Linked DNA regions of Gossypium hirsutum: regions 1 and 2 are each linked to region 3. A link is a contact called in public Hi-C data. All regions are on one chromosome and are shown on one strand. Each heading gives the region's core, a stretch centred on a gene start, on an enhancer-like site or on the middle of the called end of the contact. The rest is flanking DNA. Distances are from core to core; before and after follow the strand shown.

The links. A called contact is a pair of places that touch in the nucleus more often than the background predicts.
Region 1: a Hi-C map of leaf shows a contact between it and region 3, with 3 times the contacts expected there. The contact joins the promoter of LOC107934027 here to the promoter of LOC107933439 in region 3. A contact is called at or near these places in 3 of 34 Hi-C or Micro-C datasets (leaf and petal).
Region 2: a Hi-C map of leaf shows a contact between it and region 3, with 5 times the contacts expected there. The contact joins the promoter of LOC107934030 here to the promoter of LOC107933439 in region 3. A contact is called at or near these places in 3 of 34 Hi-C or Micro-C datasets (all in leaf).

What each region holds. Positions count from the first base shown.
Region 1 is chrA02:74,044,609-74,047,664 of Gossypium_hirsutum_v2.1, reverse strand. LOC107934027 (villin-2) reads left to right here and starts at 1,790. Exons shown (of 24, transcript XM_016866361.2): 1 at 1,790-2,285.
Region 2 is chrA02:74,218,802-74,221,898 of Gossypium_hirsutum_v2.1, reverse strand. LOC107934030 (thioredoxin reductase NTRC) reads right to left here and starts at 1,695. Exons shown (of 10, transcript XM_016866364.2): 1 at 1,282-1,695; 2 at 1-150. The coding sequence starts at 1,489.
Region 3 is chrA02:74,760,761-74,763,761 of Gossypium_hirsutum_v2.1, reverse strand. It overlaps LOC107933439 (stearoyl-[acyl-carrier-protein] 9-desaturase 6, chloroplastic), which reads left to right and starts at 1,677. Exons shown (of 2, transcript XM_041082530.1): 1 at 1,677-2,419; 2 at 2,711-3,001. The coding sequence starts at 1,820.

The DNA.
Region 1 (3,056 bases), core at 541-3,040, 720 kb after region 3:
TCATTCAGGACCTCATCAAAATCGAGGTTAATAAAATCTTCACCCTGATGACCAGAACCACCATTATTATCAGGTCCTTCTTCACCATCTGCATCGGTACCAATCACCAACGGACGTATTTGTAAACGGGGCCCGGATTAGGGTTGTTATACACAATCAAAATGTCACTCTATAATCGCATGGTTTTACCCATCTAACATCCAGATCAAAGTCAAACTCGTGTACAGACGATCGCCTATCGAAAAATGCTCTCAGAACCTCCATACACGGGTTTTCAACTTCATATTATTAATTTAATGGAGTGGCATTTTGAATAGGCTCAACATCTTCTAACTCAATGAACAGCTCAAGTGGTTCAGATTTCCTAGGTGAACAATAAAGTGTGATAATAGTCTCCACGACATCATCATCTACAAGTTCCATCTCTCAATATTTGCATGGATTTGACGAAACTGGAAATTTGTAGAATAGTCTGGACATCCTCCTTCCACAACGTCGACCAATTTTTGCACTAATCTTTTGTTTCATATCATCAACTTTTATGTTCTTGTTAAACCTTATTCCTATTTGATGGCAAGATTCATACAACTAACTGCTATTTGTAAAATTACCCCGCCGAAATGAATGTATACAAAGAATTGGTTATTCATTTCGAAACTAAATTTGTAAAATAAATTAAATATATATTAATTCCTTTTAAATAATTCATACGATTTTATAGCAAGAAAAATACTTTTTATCAAATAGTATAACTTGCATTTCATATTGCTAATTATCAAAATAAAATAAAATATAGTTACATAAAAATAATTAAAAACTAACCTTATAAACTTGAATTTGATTTTTTAAGGCTAAAATGAAAGCTAATATGTTGATCTTCAATTTTGATTTCTAAGAGCTCTTTTTTTTCCCGATTTGTTAAAATAATTTTTCTCTCACTCTCATATTGCTAAACAATTTTTTCTCTTTATTTTTTCCTATTATCTCCCATTTTGTTAAACATAAATTTTCTTTTTTTTTCTTTTAAATAGATGGACACAATATTTTAGCCAGGGGATGGGGCTTTATATAGAGGGTTGGTGTCGCCTGATAGCATTGCGGGACCTAGATTTTCAAACTGGTGCCGCTTGACATGCCGACGACACCATATGGCGTCAACCACTTTTTGTCACTTCAGCTGTTTTTTTTCCTAACAGTCAATTTGTTTTTTTTAAATTAAAATGGTGTCGCCTAATACAACAACAACACCAATAAAAAATATTTTTTTTGTTTCAGCTGTTTTTTTTGACAAGCTATTTTTTTAATTAAAGCGGTGCAGCTTGACATATTGCTGGCACCAATAATTTTTTTTTGATTTTTCTTTCACCATTTATACCTGTTTTTTCATTGATATTTTTAAAATACATACTGGTTTCGACTGGCACAGTTACGACACTAATAAAATATATATTTTTTAAAAAACACATAATTGTTGCATGATTAGACAAAAAGTAGATGGTTTCGCCAATATATTTGTGACACTAAGAAATATTGTAATAAACACCTTATTTTCGTAATTAAATTGTTTTTCACCTAATTTTTGTATTTAATTAATTTTTTAAAACTATTTTTATAAAAAAGGGCTTATTACATTAAATGGTTTTTGTACTCTTATTTGATAAATTTATTGTTATAAAATTTTTATTTTTTAATCATAATAATAGGAGTCTGAACAACTTAGACAAAATTCTAGGGTTAGGACATACTGTTTCTAAATGTGCGGTTTTTGTTTTGTCCAAAATTTTGTATTACAAACATTTCTTTTTTCCAAAATCAAGAGGAAAAGTAAATAAAGAGTTGTAGTGTTAATTGGTAAAAAGAGAAAAAAATAGAGTGGAAAGAGAAAGTCCAACCTGGCCGGAGCCTTACATTTTTACGTCTTTTTGCTTTCCTTACGAAAATTCGTTAAGACTAAAACCAAGACAAGACCAAAGCGAAAAAAGAAAAAAAAAATTCTTCTGCCGTCCGTTCACCATCATTAATTCATTCATTTTTTCCCCTCTCCACCTCTCAATTTGCAAATCTCAAAAGACAAGAAAAAATAATAAAAACTCAAAAAATATAGAGATAAAGTTAGAGGGAGACACTTCACCCTATACATACATACATACCACTGCAATAATTCGCTTTTTCTTTCCCAGTATTTTCTTCCCTTTTCGTTCCTCCCTTTAATTTGCCAGCTTAGCTTAGCTGTTTCCCTTCCCTTCTTCAACCTCAAAGATCTCTCTCTCTCTCTCAAACTCAAGGTACCCTTTTTGCTTCTTCTTTGATCATCATATATTTCTGTTTTCTGTCTCCTTTTCTGACATGTTATGATCAAGGGAAAGACCGTTTTGCTTTGATAGTTTTTCTGGGCTTTAACTCCTTTGGATCTCCTCTTTTTGTCGTCTTTGTTTGATGTTTGTTGACCTGGGTATGCTTGATCTTGTCTTACTTTTAATTCCTTTTGTTTCTTTCTTCTTTGATTTGCTTGTTTAATGCTGATGTGATGTCAGATTTTCATATTGTTCTCTGTTTTATTTTTGTCCGACTTGATCATGATTGTTTTTGTTTGTTTCTGCTTTTTAAATCTGTTCTTCAACTATCTATTGCAATTTGCAAGTGCAATGAAATCTGGATTCAGTTTAATGACAGCAACTATGGAAATGATTTAATTTGTTATTGTAATTGAGCATTAGAGATTAAAAGATCTTAGCTCTGAGCCAAATTTTGAATGGTTGTTGACTTCGTCAACTTCTGCCTTTTAATCCCTTGATTGCTCTAGTTAAGTGCTGCTTGGTTTGCTTATCAATGACACTAGTGCTAAGATCCTTTGCTGCTCTGGTACCTTTGGTTTATATGCGTGATCAAATTGAACAGTTTTGCTTTCCTTACAGTGCTTAGTGTTGGTTGGTTTTTACCATGCCGATATTTGAGTACTATTGAAGAGGGTATTCTCCTAAGCGCGTTGAAGAACTATAACCAAAGGCTTGATTGGGCATGTTTAAAAGTGTTTTCTTATATTTATGAAAATGACA
Region 2 (3,097 bases), core at 446-2,945, 540 kb after region 3:
CAGTGGTAGTCATCAACTGGCCACCAGGTACACCGCCAACTTGATATCCCTCGAACACTACAGGCTTCAAATTCGCACGAGCTGCATATATTGCTGCTGTATATCCAGCAGGACCTGAGCCTATGATCACCACATTCTCAACCAATTTACCTGCAAGAAGAAACACAGAAGCATTACTCATGCTCTCAATGTAACTTGGCTATAAACATGAAGGAAAACATAACTCTGGACCTGCCTATAACCTAGCTCAAATAGAAGTTAATATGACATGAGTAAATGTTGTATGATATACATAGATATTAATATTATGAGATTAGGAAGTAATTTTGCAATTAATATAATGCCAATAGTTGATAACATGGATGCCATTTCACAAATTATACTTGTGGTAAACTTAAAACTCTATTTGATTATTAGTGTCATCAATTGCTTTTCGCTTTCTTAGGCCCTGGATGGTCTGTTTGCTTTTATTTATTTATATTTCGTTTTCATTTCTTTTTTTTTTCAGGTGGCGAACCTTGCTATTTGATTTTGGGGCCGATTAAAACATTTAGTATATATTTACAATACAGAGTGGTTTATATATACGAACTAAATATTCATAAAAATATATTCCAAAATTTTTGCGTTGTTTTTTCTTTTTTCCTTATTGCACTTTTCATTAAAAAAATCTTAAAGCAAAAAGCAAAGACATCAACCATAAAAATTCAACTTATTTTATATACAATAAGTAAATGGTACACATCCAAATATACATATTTTTCCCCATAGAGTTAAATATCACGTATTTTGCCACTCACAAAATTAATGTTTTAATTTTAAATATATATATTATTTCCATTTATCCAAACACTTGATTGTTTTACGGAAAGTAAAATAAAATAAAAGCAACAACCAACATAAATAGAAAAGATTCTATTTATCAATTACTGCATGCGTCACTCAGCATATTTCAGTTTCAGTCAGTATTCACATTGCTGCAAAAAGGAAAGAAAACTATTATCATATATGAAAATTAAATGATAAATATTTATTTTAGTACAACCATCAACGGTTTTGATGAATGAAAATCACATAGAATGCCACATGCTCCTTAACAATTTATTTGAAAAGAAGAAGAAAAACCGCAATGTTTTTCATGCTAGCTTGAAATGGGATTAATTTAAAAAGAAAAACTTGGCAATACAATTATTCTAACTAAATATATACATAAATAAAGCTGGCAGTGAGTCACCATTTGAATACAGAAGGAAAAAAAAAAGGGAAGTAAGTGAGAGAGACCTGAAGCAGCGGGGGTTTCGACGGAGGCCTTGGGGCGGAGAGAGAGGGGGCGATGGCGCGTGGGAGGAGAGTGGAAACGGAGTGCGCGTGGAGGGGAAGAGTAGAAGAAGAAGAAAGGGTAGGAGAGAGTGGACATAGGAAGACGGTGGTAGGTAGAAGGAGTGGAAGGGAGTGGGATACTGATTCGTATGTTGGGAGAAACAGCCATTGGATTTCAGACCATACAAAAATAATTGTAAGAAAAAGAAACCAAACCCAAAACCAATCCAGTTTTGTCTTAAGAAGAGGAGTTCCAGGTTATCTATCTCTAGCCTCATGCCTTCCAGATAAGGACCCTACTTTTTTTTCCTTTTCATTTTCTTCTTTTTTCCCGTACTATTTATCACTATTTATATTTTATTCTTCCTGTTTTGCATTTCCCTTGCGTACTTCACAAAAAATAAAATAAAATAAACCTCTAAATTTCTCTGCAATTTTTTTATCTACTTTTAAACTCGGGTTAATTAGCAAAAACGCTGATTTTAAGTTTTAATTATCTATTAGGTCGTTTTTCTTTAAATTGTGAAATATTTTAATTTTGGAGTGAAAAATAGAAAACAAGTCCATCGATAACTTTTTGTAACAGTCAAAAAAATTTAAAGGCTAATTTTTAGTGGTTTTTTTTTCAAACAACTAGAAATTTTTTTCTATATTTGCTATATATTCAATTCTCACAATCCTATTCATTTATTCACTCAATTCTCTCAACTATTTTATTCTCAATTTTTCATTCAATTTCTCTCAAATTCTTGTCATCTTAATGTAGACACTCAATTTTGCCCGGGCCCAGAAATAAGTTCAAAAAAAAAGTTCAAGTTCAGTACAAAATTACAAACATATAATTTGGCCCAATCAAAATGGCCTATTACTTGAAAAGATTTAAGGTCCATCTATAAGCTTGACTCATACGGAAATATAATCTTTAAGGATATATAATCTTAGATATGATATGCAATCTTAGATATGATACAATCTTAGATATGATATGCAATCTTAGATATGATATGCAATCTTGAAGATATGATCTTGTAATCTTAGAGATTTAATTTGTAGATATCCTTTAATCTTAACCGTTGATGTAATTGATCTGTACCGTTGGATTTAGGGAGACTCAACTATAAATAGAGGTCTCTCCCTTCATTGTAAATCACTTGAGTTTTGGAAAATAATAAGAATTCTTTAGAGCATTCACTCAAATTTCTCTCCCTCTTGCGTTCTTACTCTCTGTGGTTTGTTCTTATTTTATTCTTCGTCTATCTTAGTTTTTCAACCCTTTTTTTATTTTAATTTCTTCATTTTTCAAATATGTATATTTATTCCTATCTTTTATACATTTGATTATGTATTTTATATATTATAATATTTAACATTTTATATAGTTTTTTTTCAAATATATATTTTCTATGCATGTATATATATTATATTATCATTTTATGTATTTTGAACTATTGCATTATATTTTTATAATTTGTAAATGTTCTATTTATTCATTTTTTTAGTGTATGTCATTTATCTTATTTGAGCATAGTTTCATTTTTTTATATACTATGTTTAATTATTTCTTTTATGTGCTATTTTATGATATATATTGTTGTATAATTTTTGCATGTATTATGTTTTTCTTTTAGTTTACTCATGTTTCTATTTGTTTATTATCTTATATTTACCCTAGTATAATTTTTTTCATTAAACGTATGTTCATGTTATTTAGTTTTGTCTTAATGATATTATTTATGTTTGTATGGAAATGTTAGAATATTTTGTACATCTATGCTTC
Region 3 (3,001 bases), core at 428-2,927:
CAACCCCCACGACCACCTTATCTATCTTACCTACAACATTTTTGAAATTACGTTGTTTCACGAATTCTTTAAACAAGCTCTACACTTTCAATGATTGAAACAACCACCATACAAGACTTACCCTCAACTTTACCCAAACCAATTTGGTTCCATGCTCCCTTTTTCTCTTTGGTTCATCCATGCTCGACTTCCAATTAAGCTTGCTTGGGAAAATCCAAGAAGGTTTAGATCAATTTTATCATTTGCTTAATTTTATTCGTAAAAAAAAAGTAATGAATAATCTACACAATTCTGTAAAAATTTGGAAACGAAGAAAAATTGTTTTGAATATAAAGAATTCAATTTATGTTTAGATTTGATTAATGATATGATTTTTTTATATTGATTAGTTAGATCCAATTTTAGTTTCAAAATTAAGTTATATTCAAATCGAGATTTGATTAAGAATAATTGGTATTAAGTTTTGAGTGAAATTCAATCTAGGAATAATGTGAAAGAAACAATGACTTGGTTTATTTGGTGGGAAAAGATTATATTTTTGTAGTGAAGAATATAAAAAGAGAGAAAAATAAAGGGGAAGAAGAAAAGGAAAATAATAATAATAAAAATAATAAATTTAAATTATTCAAAAAAAAATAAAATTATAGAGACTAGTTCTAACAAATTAAAAACATAGAAAAATTATATTAAAAGAAATGGAGAAGGGAGGAAAAGACACAAAAGAGAATGAAAAAAAAAGAAAATTTAAAAGAATATAAAAGAAAAAAATTCAATTACTCAAAATGAAAAAAATATAGAGAACAATTGTATAATTTAACCTAAAATTTTCATTTGAAATGATGATTTAACGTGCCACATTAGCTTACCATTACACTGTTGACGACAATTAATTGCTCAGTGACTAAAATGTTACAACACGATAATATAAGTGACTAAAATGTAACATTTCAAACATAAGTGACTAAAATGAAACATGAGGCAAACAAAATGGACTATTTTAAAATTTGCCCTTAATTTAATAATCTTTTTTCATCCACTTTAATATAATATTATATATATTTGGTGGTATGAGATTTAGGAGGAAATGAAAGAATAAAATAGAAGCAAAGAGAGCTGAGTTACGTTTTGACCACAAAATCAGAGCACTTTAAAATCGAGATTGGATCGGCATTTGGCTTTAGTATTTAAAAAAACAAATAAATGACAAATGGCATCGGCTGTCAATTAATTTTAGCTTTTTCAAAAACACAGCCCACCAAACTCTCCAAACTTCGGTATTTACAACCCACAGAAATATTTTACGTTTACTAACGCATCCCCTCCCCTTCTCCACAAAAAACCACTGCAGCGCACCCCTTGTTTTTAATTTCTCCACCCTCCCCACCTTCCTTTCCTTTCTTTTTCCTAGTTTACTATCATACCCTTTTCTCTCTCTGTTGAAGTAAATAAAAAATAAAAAAAGAGATAATCTTTTCTCACAAGTAATTAATGGTTCCTATAACAAAATAATTGTAAAAAAAATAAAAATCAGAATGATGAAAATTTGGTCATCTACTCTTATTTGAAACGAATTCCTTAAGCAACAAAACATACCCTAAATTCCACAAAGTTGCTAAATCTACTTTAATCTAAACCATTTTTTTTTTAAAAGAAAAATCATTTTCACAAACTGATGAAAATGAAGTCCTAAATGGCACCACTGCAATTAAAGTAAAGGACTGGGTCAAATATTCTTTCTTCAGATCTATATATAATATTGCAGTATTGCTAGCCATAGTAGCAAAAATTCTTGAGACACTGACTCAACTACACTGCCACCATGCAATTCACACACAGCCTAGTCTCTACCAAAACTCTGCCTTGGAGGATCCCAGGTGTCCACTGCCGCCACATCCCTCCACCAAACTCCACCGTCAGATTCTCCCCTATCTCTGCCGTGGCGGCAGCTCCACCAAAACCTCAAAAAACCCACTCAATGCCACCTGAAAAGCAAGAGATTTTCAAGTCACTAGAAACCTGGGCTACCCAAAATGTGTTACCGCTGCTCAAACCTGTGAAAGAGTGTTGGCAACCCCAGACATTCTTACCTGACCCTGCATTGCCGTTGGGAGAGTTCAACGAGCAAGTGAAGGCCCTGAGACAACGCACTGCGGATCTGCCGGACGAGTATTTCGTGGTGTTGGTGGGGGATATGATTACGGAGGAAGCCTTGCCAACGTACCAGACCATGATCAATACACTTGATGGGGTGAGGGATGACACTGGGGCTAGCTCCAGCCCCTGGGCAATTTGGACTCGGGCTTGGACTGCTGAGGAAAACAGGCATGGGGATTTATTGAAGACTTTCTTGTATTTGTCTGGGAGGGTTGATATGCTTATGATCGAGAGGACTGTGCAGTATCTGATTGGATCTGGCATGGTGAGTTTCTTTTTCAATAATTTCAATCTTCATACACGTTTTAGATTAAATTCATCTGTTCTGAATCATTCTTGGAGTATTGGCAATGTTATTATGCAAATTAATTGGTACACTGCATTGCAATTTCAGGATATTCACCATTTAATCTTCAATAAAGAAATGAATCTGAAAACACCACAATTTGCACTCAAATACCCTAATGCTACTAATCAAGAAGCACAGATGTTTGATGAATTGTAAGTGAGAAAAAGTAACGAATGTGACATCCATACATTTGTTTTGGTTTGACAGGATCCTGGAACCGAAAACAACCCATACTTGGGTTTCGTGTACACTTCATTCCAGGAGCGAGCCACGTCCGTGTCCCACGGCAACACGGCACGGTTAGCCAAGGAAGGTGGGGACCCAGTCCTGGCACGCATCTGCGGCACCATCGCAGCAGACGAGAAGCGGCATGAGCTAGCCTACTCAAAGATCATTGAGAAGCTACTCCAAGTAGACCCAACGGGAGCAATGCTAGCGATCGCGGATATGATGAAGAAAAAGATAACAATGCCTGCACATTTGATGTATGACGGGGAA